Regions from separate parts of the Mus musculus genome. Here region 2 is linked to region 1. The links are chromatin contacts, called in public Hi-C maps. All regions are on one chromosome and are shown on one strand. The core of a region is the stretch at or near the end of the contact, and the rest is flanking DNA. Distances in the headings are between cores, read along the strand shown.

Region 1 (5,949 bases), core at 1,482-3,981:
GCCTCCAACTCACAGTGACCTTACTCAGACACACAAGTGCTGTTATTTTTTTTTTAAAGATTTATTTATTGATTATATGTAAGTACACTGTAGCTGTCTTCAGACACTCCAGAAGAGGGAGTCAGATCTCATTATGGATGGCTGTGAGCCACCATGTGGTTGCTGGGATTTGAACTCTGGACCTTCGGAAGAGCAGTCGGGTGCTCTTACCCACTGAGCCATCTCACCAGCCCACAAGTGCTGTTATTACACATAGTAGGTTTATCAGAAAATACATAGGGTGGAAACACTAAAACTGAGGTTCTCCTTAAAACTTTAAGGAGAGCATGTTCCCCTGCTCCAGCTGTCCCTCGTTCCTCCTGAAGATCTTGTAAATAAATATATATGTATATACATATATATGTGCATACACCACACACACACACACACACACACACACACACACACACACACACACACGTTTAGTTGGGCATGTTGGCCCACGACTTTAGTTCCTGCACTCAGGAGGCAGAGGCAGGTTCCAGGCCGGTCTGGTCTACAGAGTGAGTTCCAGACCAGGCAGAGATACACAGTGAGTCCCTGTCTTTAAACAAATAAATAGCATTTGTGTGTGTGTGTGTGTGTGTGCTCAGTCCATCAGGCTGAGATGGCTCAGTGGGTAAAGGTACTTGCCACCACGTTGGACAATCTGAGTTTGATCCCAGAATCCACAAGACGGAGAGAAGCGAATCCACAAACTCTCATTCATGTGTGCTGTAGCATGTTCATGCTTAACACACACATACAAATAACAGTAAGTAAATGTGAAAGAGTCTATAGGGTTGCAACACGGCTCAGCAGTTAGGAACGCTGACTGCTCCTCCAGAGGACCCAGGTTCAATTCTCAGCATCCACATGGTAGTTCACAACCATCTTTAACTCCAGTTCCATGGGATCTGGTGCCCTCACACAGACATACATGCAAGTAAAATACCAATGCACATAAAATAAAAATAGTTACAAAAAGAATCTACTGACACTCTTTTCATAAATGAGTACCAACGACATGTTTGTATTACTAATTTACAGTACCTAATAAAACAAATGGAACTTGTTGTTTAGGGAAGTTTAGGGAGCCCTGTTTCAAGCACTCAGCCCTAAGGACTTGGGAGAGACCACAGAACTTCTGCTTCCTGGGTAGGGGAGCGCCAGCCACCAATCGTGACAGGTGCACCCCATCAGAGGACGGCTGAGGTTCCTCAACAGCAGCTTTAAACACAGCATTTACAGAAAACGCTTTAGCAGGGGTGTCTCCATATTTTAATGACACTAAGTGATCAAGAGATACTGAAAGGGAAGCAGCCAAACTCCTTAAAGAAGCCGAGAGATGACCTCAAGAGGGTGAGGGCTGGTAAGTGGAAACCTGTACTGTCCGAAAAGTCCACACACGGGCAGCCGTAGTGGCCAAATCGGCCTCAGACCTGACTATCACTGCACTTCCTGTTCCGCCTAGCCGCCAGCGCATGGGTGGAGCCAGGTTCAGCGCATGCGCTAGGAACTCAAGAGCCACTCCGCCCTGCAGTGTCCCCAGATTTTCCGGCAGAGGGCAGCCTTCCCCTTCTCATGGACCTGCTGGCACAGCCAAGGCTGCAGATTTCACCTCTGGTGGACCCGCCCCCAGAAAGCGTCCTGGGGAGCTGAGGCTTCAGGGGGGCTGCAGCAGCAAGATGGCCTCTCACTTTACCCAGGAGAGAGATGGCAATGGAGGTGCAAAAATGCGCTGGGCGCCTATATTTTTTTTCATTACTAACTTATCCTTTGTACCTGAAATAGCACCAACACGTAGATGTTTACTAAGTGTTTACTGATGGAAAAGTGAATGAATGAATACCTGAGTTTATAGTTCAAAGATTTAAGCCACGTCTTGAGTTTTATAGTGGCGAGCGGCCTCAGACAAGCAGTAAGTGGAGTCAGTGGGCATAGGGAGGGCAGTCACAGATCTCTGTCCCAAAGACTCAAGGATCGGCCACTCCGGCCCTCCATTCCACCAGACTGCAGTTTTACACATCCAAAGGTTTGCTCAGAACCCTGTGTACGAGCGCACCATTTTTTTCTGCTCTACAAGAACAGGTGTCTACCCCCAAAAACTAAACCGTCAGATCCTGGATACATAGAAAGACTACCTGATTGGTGGCTCCGGGGGTACCGTTTCTCTTTGGGGATTCTCAGTCCCTGGGGATTTCCTCTGGCTCTGGGGATTTCCAAACTGCCTCTGCCTTTCCAATTTTCCACAAGGCCCAAAGCCCAGGACCTGTCTTGACGGTTTCACCAGGCTCTGCCTCAAATCTCAGGGAGACTTGGGTCTGAGTCTACTAATTACACCGCATTCACTATATTCACATCCCATCCTGTCTGGCTGACATTCGAGAACAAGCACAATGAAGCACTGTGTTCTTTTCATATAAACGACCGCTTTTCTCTATTTCCACAGAAGAATAAAGGAAAACCAGCTTAAGGGCTGGCCACACTGATTTAATAAAGCCCAAGGAAGGTCTTCCAGGGTGTGAAAGCTGGCATCCTCATTCTTAAAGGCAGAGAGGCTCCTTCAGGCACTCTCAGGTTCCCCTAAACAGAGGCGGGGGGTAGGGGGGCACACAGATCCTGTATTTGAAGATCTGTGTGCTCACTTCTTGAGGACCTTCCTGGGCCTGTTTCTAGAACCCTTTGAAGTAACAACAAAGCCAGCCCAGTCCCCACAGAAGCAGGAAGAGGTTTCTGCTTTGCCTACCTGGTCTCCGCCCCCACCCCCACGTGCAGAGCCCGCCAAACCCACTGGGCTTGTGAGCACCTGTGTGTTACCAAGCTGGGCAAGAGTCGCATTTGGCAAGGCGGGGAAATACTGCCATAGTGTGGTGGCACATTGCCAGGGACCTCTTGTCTCTAGGGCATCAGGATTCCAGAGTTGGTGAAGTGGGGAAATTGCCAGAGAACAAACCTTCCTTCCTGACAGGAAGGAGAAATGCCACCAGGCTCAGCCTGGGGAGGCGGGTGGGGGGAGCTCTCTGCAGAAGGAGATAAGAAGTAAGAACTGCTTCCCCGCCCCCACCCCACACTTCTAGGAGCCATCTGGAGCTGTAGTGTTCCACACAGTAGCCACTGGCCACGAAAGCAATTTAAATTTAAGTTACATTAAAAATACCAGGGATATTTTGTATTAAATTAAAATCAAGTAAAATGTAAAGTTCTGCTTCTCTGTTGCACAAGCCAGGTTCCAAGTGTTCAGAGGCCACGTGACCACAGGACATTTCTATTTTGCAGTGTGTTCTGTTGGTCAGTTCTGGCCCAGGAGGTCCCCCTCCAGGCTGCTTAAGGTCACTCTTGGCCAAGCGTCCTTCAGAGGGTGTCCCTGACTTGCTGCTGTCCTCCCCCGCCCCTGCCCACAGTCTGCTTACACCCTTGTCCCATGTGTGGAGTCTTGTTCCCTGGGCCTCAAAAAGAAATGGGGGAGAGAGAGCAGTCACAATTAGCATCCAGCCAATGAGCAGAAGCCAGATGCCACAGGGCTGGAAGGAGACTGAAGGAAAGCCAGCCTCCACCCCAAGGCGCCCCGGCTTGGGAGAAAGCCCCTCAGCCCAGCACAATCCGCCCTTGTTTCCACAGTCCTCGGGCCAGCACTGGGTAAGATGTCTGGAATGTAGCGGCCTGAGGGTTTCCCACCAGAGCACTGGCTGCAGGACTCCCAGAAAGGGGCCTAAGCAAAACCTTCAAGGTTCATTTCAAGGGCAAATAAAGTCAATGAAGTCACCTTGTCCCTGGCTGGCCAGGACTTCGGCCATGGGGTACTGACGGCCAAACTGGACATCTCCCTCTAGACAGCCTCATGGGACAAAATGAGGGTGAGGACAACGGACTCTGGGTACCTGCTGCAGTGACGCAGACAAGCCCTACTAAGCCTGGTTACATAGAAGAGTGAGACCACTGAGCGGGTCTGACTGGTAGCACATCCTACCACAGGGCCTGGAAATTTTCTCAGGGAAATCCACAGAAGAGTCTGCACAAACTCCTGTGTGTGGTAAGGATGACACCAGGAGATAGCAGGTGAGAGCTGCCTTTAAATCCTGCGCCTCTCTTCTTGCTTAGCCTTACTGGAGATGGCTGCTGGGAGCAAGACAGGCATGAAGACAGTTGACAACAAAGAGCAGAGTAAGCTTATCAACTGGAAAACAAACAGAAGACCTGGAGCTCAAAGGCACTGGTCCCAGACAGACAGAGAAAACTCAGCACGGTTTGAAGAGCGGGAGTGAAACTATAAAGAGCAGGCTGGAGCTCAGGGCAAGCTGTCCATGCTCAGAGGGACCCTGAGGAAGCTCAGGCTGCTTCCCCAGCTCCACTGGAAGGACACTGTGGGAAAAGGCACTACCCCGAGGACACGAGCAAAGAACACGCAGCTGCGTCCTTAACTGGAACAGAGCCTGCAGCACTTCTGCACACAGATGGTCTCACTCCAGACACCAAGCACTTCCTGGGGTTCAGAAGTGGATTGACGAGGGTGCTGCTCTCTCTCTGGAGCCCCGAATGATCGTCATCCCCACAGTCATCCCCACAGTCCTGGTCCCACCTGCTACAGTTTCAGTTAGCCACAGTCAACTGCAGTCCAAAACAACTTAATGGCAAATTCTAGAAACAAAGGATTCATCAGGTTTCTCATTTGATGATTTTGTTTTGTTTTTCTTTTCTTTTGTTTTGTTTTAATACAGGGTCTCATGTAGCCCAGGCTGGCATCAAATTTGCTATGTAATTCAAGGTGATCTTGAATTCCTGTTTCTCCTCCTCCACTCCCTAAGTGGTGGGATTCCTGGTATTGATCACGGCATGTGGACATTTGTAAGCTTTATTACAATGTTCGGTTAGGATTATTTTATCTTGCTGTTACTGTTAACCTCTTACTGTACTTAATTTATGAATTAAAATTTACCGTAAATACCCATGTACAGGACATAGTATATGTAGGTGTTGGGCATCCACTTTAGGTCTATTACCCTTTGAGGTGATGGGAACCACTTTAATAGTTTTTGAGGCGCTATTCAAAGTGATTTTAAATGCACTATGTCTGTCAGCCCTCACAACACTTATAAGCACCATTATTACTCTTGTTTTATAGCAGAGGGAAATAAGGCCCAGAGAGATGAAAGAATCTGCCCAAGGTCACTCAGCCGGAGGCAAGCCAGCCGAAAGCCACACATCACCCAAAATGTTACCAAAGCCATACATCAGTCCTGATGTCTGAGCCCTTCCCTCTGAGCTGCCTTCCTCTTCTTGTCCCAGATGAGCTGGGAGCGGCTCCTACAGACAGAACCAGCCCCTCACCAATCCCTATACGCACACATCTGCTTCTAAGGCAGCAGTACAAGCTGCAGGCAGGGGAGTTTTGAAAATGGGTGGGGGCTGGTGAGATGGCTCAGTGGGTAAGAGCACCCGACTGCTCTTCCGAAGGTCTGGAGTTCAAATCCCAGCAACCACATGGTGGCTCACAACCATCTGTAACAAGATCTGACGCCCTCTTCTGGAGTGTTGGAAGACAGCTACAGTGTAGTTACATATAATAAGTAAATAAATCTTTAAAAAAAAAAAAAAAGAAAAAAAGAAAATGGGTGGGACAAAAAGAGAACCCAGTACAGATTAGTTTACCCCTCCCCCATTCTTACTCTTTTAATAAGTTGAGCACTTTTAAATTTCTTTTTAATTTTCTTATGTATATGAGTGTCTTGTCTGTATAGATGTATGAGGTCAGAAGAGGGTGTTAGCATCCCTGGAATTGGAGTTATAGATGTGAGCCATCATAAGACCATCACAGGAAACGAACTCTGATCCTTTGCTAGAACAAGGGTTCTGGGTTTTTCAGAAGTTTTTATTACTTTTATGTATATGAGTACTCTGTTGCTGTCTTCAGATACACCAGAAAAGGGCATC
Region 2 (5,949 bases), core at 2,362-4,861, 540 kb before region 1:
TGCAACATTGGCCTTGGGTTTCCATATTTGTATGTACACAAGCATGCGCCCATGCTCTCGCTCTCTTTCTCTCTCTCACACAGAAACACACATACACACACACACACAAGCTAAAATAAATATCTATCTTTGAAGTACTATTATTATTTCTCACACACATACAAAACAAGAACCAGGGCTGGAGAGATAGCTCAGCAATTAAGAGCACTGGCTGGGGCTGGAGAGATGGCTCAGTGGTTAAGAGCACCGACTGCTCTTCTGAAGGTCCTGAGTTCAAATCCCAGCAACCACATGGTGTCTCACAACCATCCGTAATGAGATCATGAGATCTGATGTCCTCTTCTGGTGCATCTGAAGACAGCTACAATGTACTTATGTATAATAATAAATAAATCTAAAAAAAACCACTGGCTGTTCTTCCAGAGGCCCCCAGGTTCAGTTCCCAGCAGTCACATAGCACACACTACAGTTCCGGGGTATTTGATTCCCTCTCTGGCCTCCAAACACATGTGATGCACAGTTAGGCATAAAATTTTTAAAAAAAGTCTAAAATAATCCTTTTTAAAAAAAGAGAATCACAGCCGGGCGTGGTGGTGCATGCCTTTAATCCCAGCACTTAGGAGGCAGAGGCAGGTGGATTTCTGAGTTCGAGGCCAGCCTGGTCTACAAAGTGAGTTCCAGGACAGCCAGAGCTATACAGAGAAACCCTGTCTCGAAAACCCCCAAAAAAAAAAAAAAAAAAAAAAAAGAAAGGAAAAAAAAAAAGAGAATCAAGTGAGAAACTGCTAACCCAGGGACAATTCAGCAAGATGCCACACATAAATTGGGCAAAGAACCCAAAGCTGCACCAAGTGATGGCATCTGAGCTTACTCACTGTGAGCCAGAAACTAATGCCAGCCACAGCAGCACATATCTGTAATCCCTACACTCAAGAGGCTGAGGCAGAAGAATGGACACAAGTCTGAAGCCAGCTAGAGATATACAGGAGACACTGTCTCAATAAAAGAACAAGCAAACAAAAAGTGAACTAGAAGAAAGAAATAAAATTATAAGTAACTTTTGTAAAAAGCACTAGCTATGGAAATGTAGAGTGAAGCCTAGAGATTTAAGGAATGCTCAGATAGTTTAGATGGCTTTAATATTGCACTTACTTTTTATTGAGACAGGGTTTCACTATGAGCCCCGGCTAGCCTGGAACTTGCAACGTAGACCAGGTTGGCCTGGAACTCAGAGATCCACCTGCCTCTGCCTCCTGAGATCTGGGATTGAAAGAATGCACCACCATACTCCACCAGACAGGTGGCTAAAGTGATTTAAAGAGTGAGCTAGAAAGGAATCGTTCTAAACACCAGGGGCTGCTGCTTCAAAAAACAAAGGGTGCTTGAAGGAGTGCCGGGGAAGCTGTGTCCTGTTAGCAGCTGCTGCTGAGAAGCAAGCGAGGGAATTATAAAAGGTCCTTGATGACTCTCAAATTGTTATTTTAATTCTAGAACCAAAGATCACATTCTAACATCAAAAAAAAAAAAAAAAAATTGCATACACTAGCAAGCCTTTGTTGCAAGGACGGTGATATAGCTGTCCCTTGTGAGACTAGGCCGGGGCCTAGCAAACACAGAAGTGGATGCTCACAGTCAACTATTGGATGGATCACAGGGCCCCCAATGGAGGAGCTAGAGAAAGTATCCAAGGAGCTAAAGAGATCTGCAACCCTATCGGAGGAACAACATTATGAACTAACCAGTACCCCAGAGCTCTTGACTCTAGCTGCATATGTATCAAAAGATGACCTAGTCGGCCATCACTGGAAAGAGAGGCCCATTGGTCAGGCAAACGTTATATGCCCCAGTACAGGGGAATGCCAGGGCCAAAAAATGGGAATGGGCGGGTAGGGGAGTAGGGGGGGGGTACTTTTGGGATAGCATTGGAAATGTAATTGAAGAAAATACGTAATTTAAAATAAAAAAAAAAAAAGAACACATGAAACCGAAATAAAACCTAAATCATTTAGTAAAAAAAAAAAAAAAATACTGATGAAAAAACAAAACTGAACATGAGATTATGCATCCAATAAAGATCAGAGTCCTTGCCAGGTGTGGTGCAAGTCTGGTCTACACAGCAAGACCCAGGACAGCCAGGGCTACCCAAAGAAACCCTGTCTCAAAAAGCCAGAAACACCCAACCTCAAAAATCACATTGCCCAAGCCCTTCTGCACCTTTTTCTACTCCCCGGCAGGTGAGAATGGAGTTCAGGCTCTCCCGTGACTCCACCACGAGACCAAACCTCCTGCCTTACAGTATTTTGCTAGTTTCTTTCTTTCTGATGTTAACTATAAACATCTTTAAAATATTACCAATTTATTATTCACCCTCAAGTTCTTGGTACCTAACAAAGTGCCTAACAATACAGTGTGTGATGTTAAAATGACAAAGGTCTGAATACACATCCGATGTAACTTCAAACTCCCGTTTTCTTTCAGCTACAACCTGCTTTCCCTATGCACTGATGGGTATCAATTGCTAAGGATAAGGTGGCATAATTTACCGTATGACATAAATCACTGTCATAAGGACAGGCACTGTACTTTAGACTAACACAAACCCCCAAGTGAACATTCCAAAGGAGATCTCTTTTCTTAGGATTTGGGGGAAGCAGGCGGATGGCTCTTGATACCAAGCCTGATGACCTGAGTTGGATCCCCAAGACCAGGACCCATATGGTGGGAGGAGAAATGACTTTCGCAAGTGATCCTCTGACCTCCACAAGATGCTCCACAGCACAGACATCCACACAAACATACATGTGCGCGCGCACACTAAGTAAATGTAATAAAACATTTTAAAGTAAGTTATGAGTCGCCCTCGCCCCTCCTATGCATTCCAACTCTGGGTTTTGGGCCTGGCTCAGATGGAAAAAGCAGCCCTGACACCTCTTCATGGGAACTCACATTTCAGAGGGATCTCTCGCTCATGCACAACGGTGAAAGGTAGCTTCTCTTGGTCGTCCAGGGGCACAGAGTCCCGAGTAAACACAACTGTGACTGGCACCATGAGCCGGAGCTGCGCGAGGGATGAGGGGCATCGGGGTCTTTAGCAATGTCTGCACCTTACAGCTGGGCTGCCCCCCGGTCCCCCAGCCCCGGTTCTCCCCACCCAGTCTCACCAGCAGAGCATTCAGCCCACTGATGTCTGAGTAAGGCAATGGGGCCCGGTAAGTCTCCGTCGTCTTCCACCAGAGCGGCAGTCCCAGAAGGATGGCCACCGCGGCGAAGAAAAGCGCGGAACGCTTGCCCCGGACCACCTCTGAGGGCACAGAGGGCCGACTAAGACGCGGGAACTAGGGTGCGATGCCCGCCACACCGGGATCGTGGAGGAGTGCGGGCGGCCGGGAACCCCGAGCAAGCCGCTCCCGCGTGGCGGACCCCCAACCCCAGGCTGGAGGGAGCTGTCAGGCTTCTCGCGCCCCACCCACACATTCTGCCCGCGAGACCTCCCCACTGCGCCCTCCACCTGAAATCCACCGCACCTAGGTCCGTGGCCGCAGCTCCTGCGGCCGCCATGGTCCCTTCCGGCTGCCCAGGTCGCCGATGGGGCGGGGCCTCATGAGCTTTCTCCAATCGGAAACTCCAGAATGAGGGGGCGGGACCACGGTGCGCGACCGCTGCCAATCACGAGCAACACTGCTGACGCACGCCAGTGCGCAGGCGGAGCCCGTGAGAGGGTACGCGCTCGGCTACACTTTCAATCTGACCCTGGCTTTTCATTGAGTGCACCTGGTACTGTTTAGCTCTACAACGCCAGTTTAGAGAAGGCGATAATCTCCATGTAGCCCAGGCTGGCCTCGGACTCTGGGCCCTCTCCAATGCAGGGGATTACATGCACCACCACGTTCAGCGGAAGGGGAATATTTACTTAAATGAAGTCGAGCTTATCAAGAACCTGACTCCCGAAAAGTTTTCTAATGTCATTTCTTTTTTTTTTTTTTCTTCTTTTAAAGATTTATTTATTTATTATATGTGAGTACACTGTAGCTGTCTTCAGACGTACCAGAAGAGGGCATCAGATCTCTGTTACAGGTGGTTGTGAGCCACCATGTGGTTGCTGGGATTTGAACTTCGGACCTTTGGAAGAGCAGTCGGGTGCTCTTACCCCCTGCGCCATCTCACCAGCCCCTAATGTCATTTCTAACATAGGTCTTTTCTTCAGAGCACCAGCTCTTCAAAGCTTAAAGATAAAACTGACAAAACGGTAACTTTTTAGCATGGTTGGCTACTATGTGATTAATTTTATTTTAGTTAATGTTGAGACAGATCTCCCTATACGATCCAGAGGGTTAAAGTGATCCTGTCCCTAATGTCTGATACCTCAGCCTCCCAACTAGCCGAGACTATAGACTAGGATTTAAAAATCGATTCCAATTCGAGCGATTGAGGATGCTTCATTGAAAAATTCCTGAGCACAGCCTCTATATAGTAATGCCTGCTGTTCGAATCCTAAATAGCCTCTCAGCCTCTCTTTGAAGCCTGTTTCCTCCTATGAAAAGTACAATGGTACCTACTTTACAGAGCTGTGTTAATGCATATAATAATGGTTAGAAGAACAGTGCCTGGCAGAAGCATATGGAAATTGCTGAGTTAGCTGCTTTGATTATAAGGTCAGGCCACACAGAGCAGAACATCAATGACTTTTCCAGTGCACATCTGTCTAGTGTCACCCTACCTCACACTCTAGCCCAGGGGTAATCATTCACCACAAAGCCCTATCAGTTCTAACAAGTCCAGAACCCTCCGATGAATCCCTTCTCTACATGGAAGTGGGTCATAGCCCTTGGCAAGCTTCTAGACACTCAGCTCTGTAGCCCCGAGGCTTGGAAGGTTTCCTTATTGGAAAAGACCTAAGTGCACATTCTTCAGAGATGGAGGAGAACTGGCCCACTCTGATCCCTGCTTGTCCCCTTTGAGCCTTGCACAAAATGGAGTTTCTCATCCTGCTGGATCCTTTAATGTGTCAGTCCCTGGAAGACCTGTACCCTCCTCTCCACCCCCAGGCCCTCTAACAACAACTCCAGCTTTGGAAATCAGCAGGTAGGAGCCTGAGCTAGGGATGGTGAGCCAGGTGAACCCTTCCTCCACAAAACTTGAAGCTCAGGAAAACTCAGATCTCACCTCACCACCACCACCACAATCAGAGGGGCTCTGAGATAGGATCAGCAAGAGGTCGCACACATGGAGGTAGACTTTGGTATGTGCAACAGACAGACAGACAGAGCGGTGTGCTGTGTTTTGCTCTCATTTATTTGCTATGTACTCAGAGCATAAGGAGCACGAGTCAGGGCTGGAGTTCACGTCCCCCTGATCCCAAGAGAGAAAATTAGCAAGCAGAGCCCAAGGACAAACTATACCATCAAGGGTAACTGTAAGGGCTGGTGGAGACAGGAAAAAGGTCCACATGTTCTGTTCTGACTTCTAGAAAGTCCCCCCATCTTCAAACATGGGAGGGCATCTCTACCCTCCCATCCTGTGGTCTCGGGTACAGCAATGTAAGGCATGTGAGATGTGAGATGACTTGGCGCTGGATAAAGATATCTCTGTTCTGCATAGCTATTTGGCCCTGGCTGTGACTATAGGCAAAATGGGATGTGCATTGCTAGGCCAAGGGCTGTGGGTAGAGTCAGCGTGCCTCAGTAGGCATGGTTGGCGATGTAGAGGGACTGTGCTGCCGCTCCGCCATCTCCACTGCCTTCATATCTGCCCTGGGCTGCAAGCCCGTTCATCTGCAAAACGGAATGGGATTCAATGAGCAGACTGAGCCAGACCACGGATGTGGAATGCACGCTGCCCGGTTTGGGACCTCTGTGGTCCACAGAATCCCTCCCCAAGTCATCACCTCTAGCTCCCTACCTCTGCCCGCTTGATAAACTCCTCAGTAGCAGCCCCAGCATTATCCCTTTG

The links. A called contact is a pair of places that touch in the nucleus more often than the background predicts.
Region 2: a Hi-C map of CD4 T cells shows a contact between it and region 1, with 4 times the contacts expected there. The contact joins the promoter of Pigs here to the enhancer-like site in region 1. A contact is called at or near these places in 1 of 39 promoter capture datasets (liver), 1 of 484 Hi-C or Micro-C datasets (CD4 T cells), 1 of 115 datasets of contacts at active chromatin or transcription factors (pancreatic cancer cells) and 1 of 9 other capture datasets (pancreatic islet).

The regions. Positions count from the first base shown.
Region 1 is chr11:77,788,988-77,794,936 of GRCm38.p6, reverse strand. The region is part of intron 1 of Myo18a (myosin XVIIIA); the gene reads right to left. Among named protein-coding and RNA genes, the nearest start is that of Gm10277, 3.3 kb to the right of the region's middle. Within about 2 kb of position 2,731, at least 277 of the 459 cell types and tissues checked have an H3K27ac peak or open chromatin away from gene starts, as enhancers often do. A contact at or near this core is called in liver and pancreatic cancer cells, where this site is marked.
Region 2 is chr11:78,326,084-78,332,032 of GRCm38.p6, reverse strand. It overlaps Pigs (phosphatidylinositol glycan anchor biosynthesis, class S), which reads right to left and starts at 3,611. Exons shown (of 12, transcript NM_201406.1): 1 at 3,525-3,611; 2 at 3,162-3,301; 3 at 2,947-3,058. The coding sequence starts at 3,558. It overlaps Aldoc (aldolase C, fructose-bisphosphate), which reads right to left. Exons shown (of 9, transcript NM_001303423.1): 8 at 5,899-5,949; 9 at 4,252-5,771. The coding sequence ends at 5,679.